Regions from separate parts of the Mus musculus genome. Here region 2 is linked to region 1. A link is a contact called in public Hi-C data. All regions are on one chromosome and are shown on one strand. The core of a region is the stretch at or near the end of the contact, and the rest is flanking DNA. Distances in the headings are between cores, read along the strand shown.

Evidence for each region. A called contact is a pair of places that touch in the nucleus more often than the background predicts.
Region 2: a Hi-C map of the N1E-115 cell line shows a contact between it and region 1, with 2.1 times the contacts expected there. The contact joins two enhancer-like sites. A contact is called at or near these places in 1 of 484 Hi-C or Micro-C datasets (the N1E-115 cell line) and 1 of 9 other capture datasets (embryonic stem cells).

The regions. Positions count from the first base shown.
Region 1 is chr16:11,695,093-11,700,623 of GRCm38.p6, forward strand. The region is part of intron 18 of Snx29 (sorting nexin 29); the gene reads left to right. Among named protein-coding and RNA genes, the nearest start is that of 4833415N18Rik, 82 kb to the right of the region's middle. Within about 2 kb of position 3,164, at least 12 of the 459 cell types and tissues checked have an H3K27ac peak or open chromatin away from gene starts, as enhancers often do. A contact at or near this core is called in the N1E-115 cell line, where this site is marked.
Region 2 is chr16:12,049,008-12,054,538 of GRCm38.p6, forward strand. The region is part of intron 2 of Shisa9 (shisa family member 9); the gene reads left to right. Among named protein-coding and RNA genes, the nearest start is that of Shisa9, 68 kb to the left of the region's middle. Within about 2 kb of position 2,499, at least 16 of the 459 cell types and tissues checked have an H3K27ac peak or open chromatin away from gene starts, as enhancers often do. A contact at or near this core is called in the N1E-115 cell line, where this site is marked.

The DNA of each region.
Region 1 (5,531 bases), core at 1,914-4,413:
CTAGACCCTGACAAGCTGACAATGTTACCTCTCTGGGCATCTAAGATAAAAGCTCCCCAAATCAAGTGAGAAAGGCTGAGACTACTGTCATGGAAGGCCAGCATCCTGAGCACCATGAGCACCAGGCGGCAGCAGTGATGCCATTAGCCCATTTGATAGAGGGATAGAGCTTCCGAGATGTCACACAAGCCACTTGAGATTATATAGCTTGCACCTTACCAAACCAACATTCCTCTGCAGGTGCACCTCCTTCCAGAGGTCTTTGCAGTCAGCCTGCTTGTCCCTTGCCCCAAGCCCCAACTCACTGCTCTCATTTCCACTACTGTGGCCTTCTTGTGGCCACAATGGAGACACCAGCATTTGTTTGTTTAATATGACTCAGAAGTGGAGCTCAGGGAAGGATCCACAGCCCACAGAAGCAGGTACATGGCTGTGATCCGTTTGTCCAGTAAAGAGGCAGCTGAAGAGGAACTGGGCAGCCACATTACGCATCAAGTGTCATGATTAGCAAGGCAGATGTCATTTTAAACAGGATGTTTGCCTTCTTCAATGGGATAGGATCTGCAGCCTCCAGTGTGGCACCCTCTGTCCTCGAGTAGGAGAACCCTAGGCATACTGACTGTTGTACTTATTCATCTAACCCTCCCACTGCCCAGGGCCTAGCACTAGAGTCCAGACCCCAGTACTCCCTGTCTGCCACATCCCTACAGATTAGTCTCATGAACATGGGTTCCAGACCCCCACTATGATAGGAACTGTGGCTCCTGGCTGCCTGCTAAGCTCAGACTTCCTTTTCTTAGATGGCAGCATTCTTGGTGCTGAGAGAAGTGTTGTGGTTAGGAATCTTTGCAGCTGTGTGGCCACTGTATAGTGCTGCTGTAGTCAGTGGTGGCAATTTATGCAGTTGATCCCCTGATGAGCTGAGGGCTGCCAGAGTGTGGCTGTGACCTGCTCAGTAGTATTCACTCTTCAAAGATGCCCTGTACCACAGCTTTTAAGGCCTGATTGTATCACTACATCCAGGATACTCACAGCCAACCTGGCTTTGCTGGCTGCCTCCTACCCTTCCCTAATAGGGGCATAATGTGTCACTGTGGACAGCTACCCACATGGTCTTTCTGGGTTTGCTTCTAGGAAGGGCCAGTCCCCAGGTACTGGGCTGTGGGAAGTTCTTGCCGAGCCTTACTTTTGTCATCTATAAGATGGGATAATTGCACCCACCTCATGAAATGGTTAAGAAACTTAAGTGAGATAGATACAACATTGATGAGGTACTTCCTAGGCAAGTGGCTGAACCTCTCTGAGACAGTTTCCTTCCGTGATTCCCAAGGAGATGTTGTTATGGAGGGTACCAGTGCTCCCGACACCCAAGGAATCCTAGGAAGGGATGTTGTAAATACCCCACAATGCATGTGAATCTACACCATAAGGAATTACCCCATCCAAAATGTAACAGCGCCGAGTCAGGAGGTGCTGAGTGTCTTCCAAAGAACTGTGGAAGAATGCTGTTGATGCCATGGGCTGAGCTGTCCAGAAAGGGCACCTGCCCTCCAGCTGGGGCAATGAAGGTCTTCTCAGAGCACCCCACACCCTGCTTGGAGAAGGGGAGGTCAAGGGAGTAGCCAGCCAGGCTTCCAGTTCCCCATCTTACAGTGAACTGAGGTGGGAGGAGGGCACCTTACCTGGGAACTGGTTCCTGCATCTCTCCCTAGTGTAGCTATGCCGGTGCTGGGGTGCTAGTGAGGCTGTGGTCAGTATTGTTAGGATGGGCACTGTGACCCTCCTCCCATAGATATTCACAGGCCTAACCTTCAACATTGAGTGGTTAAATAAAACAGTGTCTTATTCTAATGTTGGCTATCATTTCTTTTATTGTTTCTGAGCCCTTTTGCTAGTAAGAGTGCTGCCTTGACCTTGGAAATGGCCTTCGTTTTTGCAAGTGGCTTAAGTTTTATCCTTCCTCGGGCCCTAGGGGGCAGAGACACAGAAGATCCTCAAAAGTAAAGCTCAGATCACATGACCCAGAGGCAGTGTGTGTTCCCTATACAGGTACAAGCCCCCAAGGCACACACAGAATTTTACAAGCGTTCTGACCCCAGAAAGCCTCTATCTGATGCAATGATATGGTTTCAGCAGAGTCCTGTGCTCTCGTGCCCCCAGGCCCTATTGCCTTGTGACTTAGTTAGGAAAGGAAGAGAGAGAGTTGGTGTCATTCCTCTCTGGACCAGCATTCCTCTGCACTCTGGGAGGCCTGCTCATTCACTGGGCCAGTTGTTCCTCTCCTACACCAAAGCCACCAGTTCATGCAGACCCTCTGTCTCGCTGAGATCGGCAGCCAGCTCAGGGCTCAGTAAGACTTTAGTCTACATCTGGAATTTTCTTTTTTTCTTTTTTCTTGTGTGTATGTTTGCATGTATATATCCTCATACATTTATGTGGGTCCGAGGACACCCTTGGGTGTTGGTTCTTGCCTTCCACTTGATTTGATCCAGGGCCTCATTACTGTTTTTCCACGTCATGTGTAGACTAACAAGATTCTGGGATTTTCCTGCCTGTGCCTCTCATCTCCCCATTGGAAAGTGCTGGGTCTAGGAAGACTATACATGTCTGGCTCAGGCTCTGGGGATTTGAACTCGAGTTCTCAACTTGTGTGGCACTGCGTGACTTTACCAGCTCTCCATCTGGTGTTTTCTAAAGCACCCACTGCTCTTGGCCTTGTGGGCTGGGCCTTTCACACTCAGGCCTGTGCTAGCCAAGGCCAAGGCCACTTCTGCTTGCCCTGTGGACACCATTGTCAGTTGTGGCTGTGACTGACCTCTAGGTGGCAATGGCTGCCTGCTCTGTAGGTTCCTCTGCCATCCCAGAAAGAACTTATCTCTCTTCGTGCAGCACAGTAGCCAGCACTCCTAAATTATTCCCTCTGTAAATTTGGTTAACACCCTTTGCTCCCTTTGTCTCAGTCGATAAGTTTCAAACTCCAAATTTTCACTGTGTGAGTAGCAGGTGACCTCATTCCCATGTGTCCTGTAAACTCTGTGCAGAGGGTGAGGGGAGGGTCCCACAAGATCTCTTCCTTGGCAGGCAGCATCAGCATGGGCAGACATAGCTTCGGCAGGTAGGTACCAGCAGGGACCCTGCTAATTCCATCTGTCTGCTTCCTGCCCGCATCCTTGTCTTCCTGAATCCCTCTCTCGTCCGTTCATCCATCTCCCTTCCCACCAACTACCTCCAGGGATGTATTGCTGCCAGGAGCACCAAACACCAGTCCTTTCTCCCCATTGTCTGGAAGAGGTCAGAGGCATTTGCACAGTCACACATGCAGCAGATGTCAGTGTGCCCATTTGTTCATTCCCTTTGAAAGGCATCCATTGAACATCTGTCACTGGCCAGGTATGGCCAGGGTTCTGGACGGTGGAGAATAAAATTTGTAGACTGGCATTTTAGAAGAGAGAAGGCAGAAAAGTCAGTAAATAAGCATGGTGTGGACTCATGAAGCCAAAAGGAAGATAGGGAGTAAGACAGAAGGAATGTTAGGTGGGGATGCCACTAAAGCTTCCTTAAGGTGGGGGGAGTAGAGTGTGGAAGAGCCATGGGAGCCATGTGGGCAGAGTCTGGGGAATGTGCAGGGTTTTGAGGCAAGCTAAGGATGGAGAGGCCCTGTATGTAGACACAGGCAGAAATGCCTTAGGAAGATGCCTAGCAGGGGAAGGAGAACAGGGGTTTCAGTGGACTACTTAGTCTGGGCATGACCAGGACCTGGGCCTAGGCTTTCAGGGCTGCAGGGAGGGGTGCCAAGGCAAGTGAGGGTGAGTGAGGTTGGTACTGATGCAGAACTCTATTAGTACAACTGGGGTCCACCCTGGCATACATGATCAGGCAGGGATCTGCTGGACTTGGCTGTAGACAGAGAAACTCTGCTTTCCTCTTTTAAATGTCAAATATTCATATAGGCCATGGTTTGAAAAAGGATTTGGTTGCTTGGAAACAGGCATGGAAGTAGGGCACCTGAAGATTTCTGAAGCTAAAGGTAGCTATTAAATGCATGGCATTTTCTGTCAGAGTTGGCTCTCTGGGCCTTAGTTTATTCATCTGCAAAATGGGGATAGCAGTCATCTTTTGTGGGTATGTGTGTATGTGATTTGCATTTCTCCTCCTTTTAGCCCAGAACCCCTCCTTTAGAGAGAAATGGAACTCATTCAACAAGATGGAGGCTGGGAGGGAGGCAGCATAAACATAGTAGAGATAAACCTTGTGCTCTGAGATCCACAGACCTGAGTATAGAGTCACCACAAGCTCGTCTAGAAGCCTCTCTGAGCCTTGGTCTTCCCTGCATCGTTCTGAGAGGATTAAATGAGACATGGGAAATGGCAAGATGGCAAACAAAGAGCATATCATAATCCGGCAGACACACTCTGACTTTATATACTTAGGCCTAGTGGAGCCCAGTGTATCTGTCAGCTACTGCCATAGTGATGTGGCACAACAAACAGCCCACCAGAGCATCTTGCATGTCCTTGTTCACATATGTGTGGACTCGCCAGCCCGGGACTTAGCTGATCTAGGCTGAGCTTATCACTAGGCTGTGGTGGGATAAGGTCTCCCACACCTCTTATCCTTTGTGTCTTGGACCAGGAGCAAGTCCACTTTGACTGCAAAGGCGCTTCCCAGTACTCTGACATTCTATGGGCCAAAGCGGATAATGTAGCCAAGGTCAGATGCACATTCTATTTCTACTAGGAATCCAGAGTTGCATGCAAGCAGCCTGAGTGTATGAGCTCACTGGGTGTGGTATGAGTGTTGGGGACCAGCTATGGTTCCACGTCCTCTACTCCTTCCAGGTGTCCAAGTGCTGTTGCACACCAGGTTGAAAGGATGAAGTGGAGTCTGGAAAAGGTGGGGTCTACAGGATTCTGTTTGGCTGGGAGCGGGGAGCTTCTCCAAGGAAAGTCTTCCCTGAGATTTTAGTGTTCCTCTTCTTTTAGATGATACTTAATAAAACTGTTCTCTGAGACAATCGTAAGTGAAATAGCTTGTACAATACACTTTATTTGGGGTGACAAGGCTATATATGAATCGTAGAGAGGGGAAAGGAGTTTTCATGGTGAATGGAAATCATTGGCTAGAGTTTAAAGTACTAGGAATGCTTCTTTTGTATGGAGAGGCACCCCAGAAATTCCAGGTACTTCCTGGGTGGGTTCTTATCAGGAAAGAGGAAGTTGAAGGTTTTCCAAGGGCTATACAGTGTGTGTGTGTGTGTGTGTGTGTGTGTGTGTGTGTGTGTGTGTGTGTGTGTGTATGTGTGTATTGGGAAACCTATCTGGACATGGTAGACTTCGACCTTAAGTAGCAGGATTTCCCACCAACTGGGAACCTGGCTGTTAATTTATCCATCATAGTAGACAGATGGGAAAGTAAATCTACAAAGTGTAGACATCTTGCCTAAGCAAAAAGATGCCTAGGTGAAAGATGTAAGTAGCATTTCTTTCCTTTCAGAATGATACTTAAAGATTGATCTTTTTTGTGTATGTATG
Region 2 (5,531 bases), core at 1,249-3,748, 350 kb after region 1:
CAAGCTGTGGGTGCATGCTTTCCAAGCTGCGATGATGCTGATGCTATTGGTTCAGGAAACCTGAGCAGCTCTGTGTCTGGGCTTAGGATGGAGCTATATGGTAGAGAACTTGCTTAGCATGCACAAGGTCCTGAGTTTGATCCTCAGCAGAGTAAAATGTGTTAAAAAACAACAACAACAAAAATTCTGTGTTCTTCAAGTGTAATTCCTCTTTATTTTTTTACTTGGCCTTAGTTATTCTTCTTTAAAAACATCGTCAACACAGCAACAATTTCTTGCAGGTGTATGTATTTCCTTTTATTTAGGTAGTTTATGCAAAAGTTTGTGTGTGTGTGTGTATATACCTGTGTCAATGTGGAGGTTTGAAGAGAATATTGGGCATCCAACTGTGTTACTCTCATCCTAACTGCCTTGAGACAGAGTCTCTCATTGAATCTGGAGCTATGACTGGCAGCCAGGAAATCCTGAGATCCTCTTGCCTCCACTCTCCATAGCACTGGCGTTCCATGCAGATATGTAGGCACCCCTGGCTTGCTACATGAAGGCAGGAGAGTTGAACTCAGGTCCTGTTGCTGGTGTAGCAAATGTTCTTAACACCCCCCCCCCCCAGGGATCTCCTCAGCCCTTGAAGAGTGTTTTTAATTTGAAATTTTCTATGATAAATATCTGAGGTATTCTATGTCTGAAAATATTTTAACATAGTTTTATATTTGAATGACAGTTTAAATTGGACACAATATTTTGTTCTACTTTAAACATTCCCTAAAATGTTCTCATGTGTTCTTGCCATTATTATTATTGCTGATGAAATATTTTCATTTCCATTAAAACAACAATAGCAACCACAACAGCAGCAGCAACACCAACAACGATAACAACAACAGCAGCAGCAACGCAACAGTAGTAACCACAAGGACAGCAGCAGCAGCAGCAGCAGCAGCACAGCCACCACCACCACCACCACCACCACCACCTTGGTCTGCTTTTTCTCCCTGGATGTTCACAGAATTCTGTTTTATCTTTGATAAACTCTGCTTTACTGCAATTAGCCTAGACAGGCATTTTTCCTCATTTCTAGTCTTAGGAACTTTTAAAAAGTTGGAGAACTATTTTTTTTTCTATTTAGGTACTCGCCCCTCCTAATTTTCACTCCTCTCCTGGGCGTCTGTGGCTGTCTTCTTTTTCATACCACTGAGCTCTTAATCTCTCTCTTGTCACCTTTCTTCCTTGTTGAGGATCTCCTCTTCCTGCCATTGGTTACCTCATTCTTCAGCTCTGTGTATTCTGAGTTCAGTTATCCACTAGTTGTAGACTTTCTATTAACATTTTCATTCCTGAATGTTTAAACTCGTTTCTTTGAAACTCCTTAGTTTATATTGTTCAGTCATTACTTTTAAAGTCTTCACTAAAAGAATAATTGTCTATTTTAAGTCCATCTGATCTAATGTTTTTGCTGTTGCTAGACTCTGTCATCTGCTGTGCTGTTTTTCTTAGAAAGGTTAGACTCCTCAAATATCTTCCGGTCTGGGGCTGAGAGCTAGTTTTGGCTGAGTGCTCATTGTGCTATGAAGAGATTAGACTTCTGTGATGGTGTCAGTGTAGACGGTTAGAGTGGACTTGTCAATCAGTCCTAGTGACCTCAGAAAAAAAGGAATGAGTACAAGAAGGCAGAGTTCCTCACACTGGCTGACCAGTCAGTCTAGAATCTGTATCTGCCCTGATTTATCCCTGGTAGAGACTGGACAGCAGGGCTTAGCTGCACACACATAGCACTGTTCTCCCTGGAGTGATGGCCAGCCAGCTGCAAGGATGCAATCTGCTTTCTGACTTATTCTTCACAGTCAGAATTCTCCAGAAGCCCCAAAAGTCTCTCATCAGTCCTCCCTCTGTCTCCCCAAAAGTCAATCATGGTTTTCCATGTTTTTCTCGATCTTGTCTTCAGGTTGAGCAATTCAGATGTATCTGTTCCATTTCTGTTTGTCTAATCACTGTGTTCCCTAGGTCTGTGATTAAGGCCAGCAATGGAAGGGAAGGAGCCAGAACCACAGTGAGCTAGAGCTCACTTTCTTGCTCAGGATTAGTTAGAAATCCTGATCTTCAACCTGCTTAGTCTTTGTTGTAGAACTGTGCCCTCTCTCCTCAAAATTATGTAATGCACTCCTAACCCCCGTTACCTTGCCATGTGACTTCATTTGGAGAAAGGGTCTTTAAGGAGGCCATTTAATTGACGCAAAGTCAGTGGTCTAGGTAGGCTCTTCTCCTGAGCGGTTATCTGATCTAATGCACATACAAATGGAGGAACGATAATAGAGAAATGAGGACCCTGCAAGGCGAGAAGTGAAGTCTGAGACAAGTGAAGTCTAGTGACAGCTTTCCCTGGGCTTCTAAGCCGCAGGAACTGTGAGGAAGTGAGTTTCCATTGTATCATCCGATTGTGTTACTTTGTTACAGCAGCATGAGTAAGCATTCTTTCTCAAAGAGAGATGGCTCATCCCTCCCCTGCTGCGCAGCTCTCAGTGCAACCAACACTGCCGAACTGCGCAGGAGTTCATGGAGTGGTCGCTACAGGCCAGAGTTCACAACTGAAAGGTTAGATGCAGCTGTTCAACATGGCAGCCAACTACCTCATGTAACAATTTGAATTGAAATTGATTAAATTAGATAGAATTAAAGATTCAATTTCTGAGTCACGCCAGCTAAATGCCAAGCATTTAATTTGTGGCTGCTGTGCTGGACAGTGCAGATTAGAACATTTCCATCACTGCAGAATGTTCTGATGGGTAGCAGCTCATTGGATTGTCTTGCCACCCAAGAGAACCACCTTTCCTTTTTTTTTTTCTTTTTTAAAATTAAAAAAAAATATTTATTTATTTGTTCTATCTATCTATCTATCTATCTATCTATCTATCTATGAACACACTGTTGCTGTTGCTGCCTTCAAACACACCAAAAGAAGGCATTGGATCCCATTACAGATGGTTGTGAGCTACCATGTGGTTGCTGGGAACTGAACTCATAACTTCTCAAAGAGTAGTCAGTGCTCTTAACCACTGAGCCATCTCTCCAGACCACCTTTCCTTTTCTGAGCATAGACTGTCACCCATAGTATGGCCCTGGCCTACCTTTTAAGCCTTATTTTCTGGAGTTCTCTTTGGATGCCCTTATCTTCTGTTTTTAACCAGTGCCCCAGAGTCCCCCACTGAGGCACACAATAGAACCCCCTGTACATATATGCTTATCTGTCACACTCAGCTCTTGTCTGTCTCCCTTAACTTTCATGGCCAGACTGGGTACGCCCTTCTGCAAGATGTTTTTCATTTTCTTGCATTGTTTACAGCACTTGTCCTGCTGGTGTGATGACTTTCCCAAATATGTATCAGGCAGGGTGAACTCTTGATGGTGTAAGCTCTCCTTCCCTAGTGAATCCCTGGTACTTGGGATGCACAAACAGATGAGACTAATATAGGTACCTAACTCTTCCCTCTCCATACTCAATGCACAGTCAAGTTGTGCCTGCACTATATTCCTGTTGTTCCATTCTCACAGAAGAAGGGGTGAAAAGGTAGCCTGTCTCTTTAAAATTTTGAATCAAGGTTTGATGAAACAGCTTAGCAGGCAAAGGAGCCTGTAGCCAAGTCTAATTACCTGAGTTCAATCTTAACATCTCACATGGTTGAAGGAGAGACAACTTCAGGAAGTTGACCTCTGTCTTCCATATAGGCACCATGATATGTGCCCTCTAACTTCTAAGTAAAATTTAGTAATGAATTTGACCCAAAAGATATCGACATTCCTGGCAGGTGGTATGGGTGTTACTGAAGGCAGTGATGGATAATAGCAGTACTTAATCTCCAATAGGTTAGTGACTTTTGGCTATTACTTACAAGCAAATTTGGGGAGGTCATTTTGCCATTCTGCAAGCCTACTGAGGCACCTCTAGCACCAAAGAAATGAACAGAGGTATTCTGTGCAGAAGAAAGAAATGAGACACAGATTCAGGATCTGCTACAGCAAACATCAGAGTCCCTGAATTGTTTTCAGTCATGCTTCTTGTAGATACTCTTAGATTAAACCTCATATGCCTTTTATTTTGCCTCCAAAATTGAGCTCAATTTTCTGAAGTTAGGAGAACAGTCAAATCTCTCTTATTTACTAATGTCTGTATGAATAAAAATGGAGTTTAATAGACAAGTTACTCAATTGTGCCTTTCTCTTTAGAGGTGGAAAAGTGGATATTTCCCATAGATTAAAGCCATATTTAAGTAATCAACTCCTGTAAATGGTTCAATAATCTTTATGATATCCAAAAAGATAAATAGATTTTTTTTCCACCTTAATAGGAAACAAATTGGTTCTCCAGGTTTAAAGACTAAAGTTTGCGAAAGTGCTCTGCTGTTTGATAGGTGTGACAGTGCCTGGGTGGTTTGTGCTCGCATTCTATCTAGGTTGCCTATGATTTCCGTGGCAGGCTTCTTCGCACTTTGCTTCTGTGACCATTGACAGAGATTTCTTCTGAACTGAAGTTTTATGAGCAAGACTCACGAAACCCAGGAAGCTAAGGAAACTTACAAGACTGAGTATGTCCCTAAAACGTACAAGACTTGTATAACAACATTAAATAATTGCTGGGGAGATCAGAGGTTTGGGTGAAGCTGAGTGTAAGCGGTGGAAAGAGCTCCTGTGAGTCAGTTTCCTGAATCATTGCCCATGCTAGGCAGGGCTTTTTGGTGGTCCACTGTGTTCCTGTAATTAACATTAAAACTAATTGCTTCATCAAATTCAACCTGGGGGGAATTATGTTTTATTCTGTTATAGGTGCTCTGTTTGTGGTGAGTAGACTTTTGTTCATGTCTCCCCAAGAAACTCTGTTCAGGAGATCTCCTTGGGCAATTGGAGCCACCTTGGACACTAAACTACCATAGGGATATGACAACCCATTTTTCTTGCCTCAAGTTGAGGCTGAGACTTGCCTTTCAATTGTGCCTTGCTTGGTTTGATCCTCTTCCATTTCCTGCCTCCGTTGCTATCTGTCGAATTTCTCTTGGACAGTGTCTTAGTCGGGGTTTCTATTCCTGCCCAAGCATCATGACCAAGAAGCAAGTTGGGGAGGAAAGGGTTTATTCAGCTTAAACTTCCACCTTGCTGTTCATCACCAAAGGAAGTCAGGACTGGAACTCAAGCAGGTCAGGAAGCAGGAGCTGATGCAGAGGCCATGGAGGGATTTCTTTACTGGCTTGCTTTCCCTGGCTTGCTCTGCCTGCTCTCTTACAGAACCAAGACTACCAGCCCAGGAATGGCATCACTCACAAGGGGCCCTCCCCACTTGATCACCAATTGAGAAAATGCCCTACAGCTGGATCTCATGGAGGCATTTCCTCACCTGAAGCTCCTTTCAATGTGATAACTCCAGCTGTGTCAAGTAGACACAAAACCAGCCAGTACAGACTGCCTTCTAAATGATAAGATTAGTATGTGATGTCCAGAACCCACTTAAAAAAATAAGCTGGGCATTGTGGTGTGTGCTTATAATG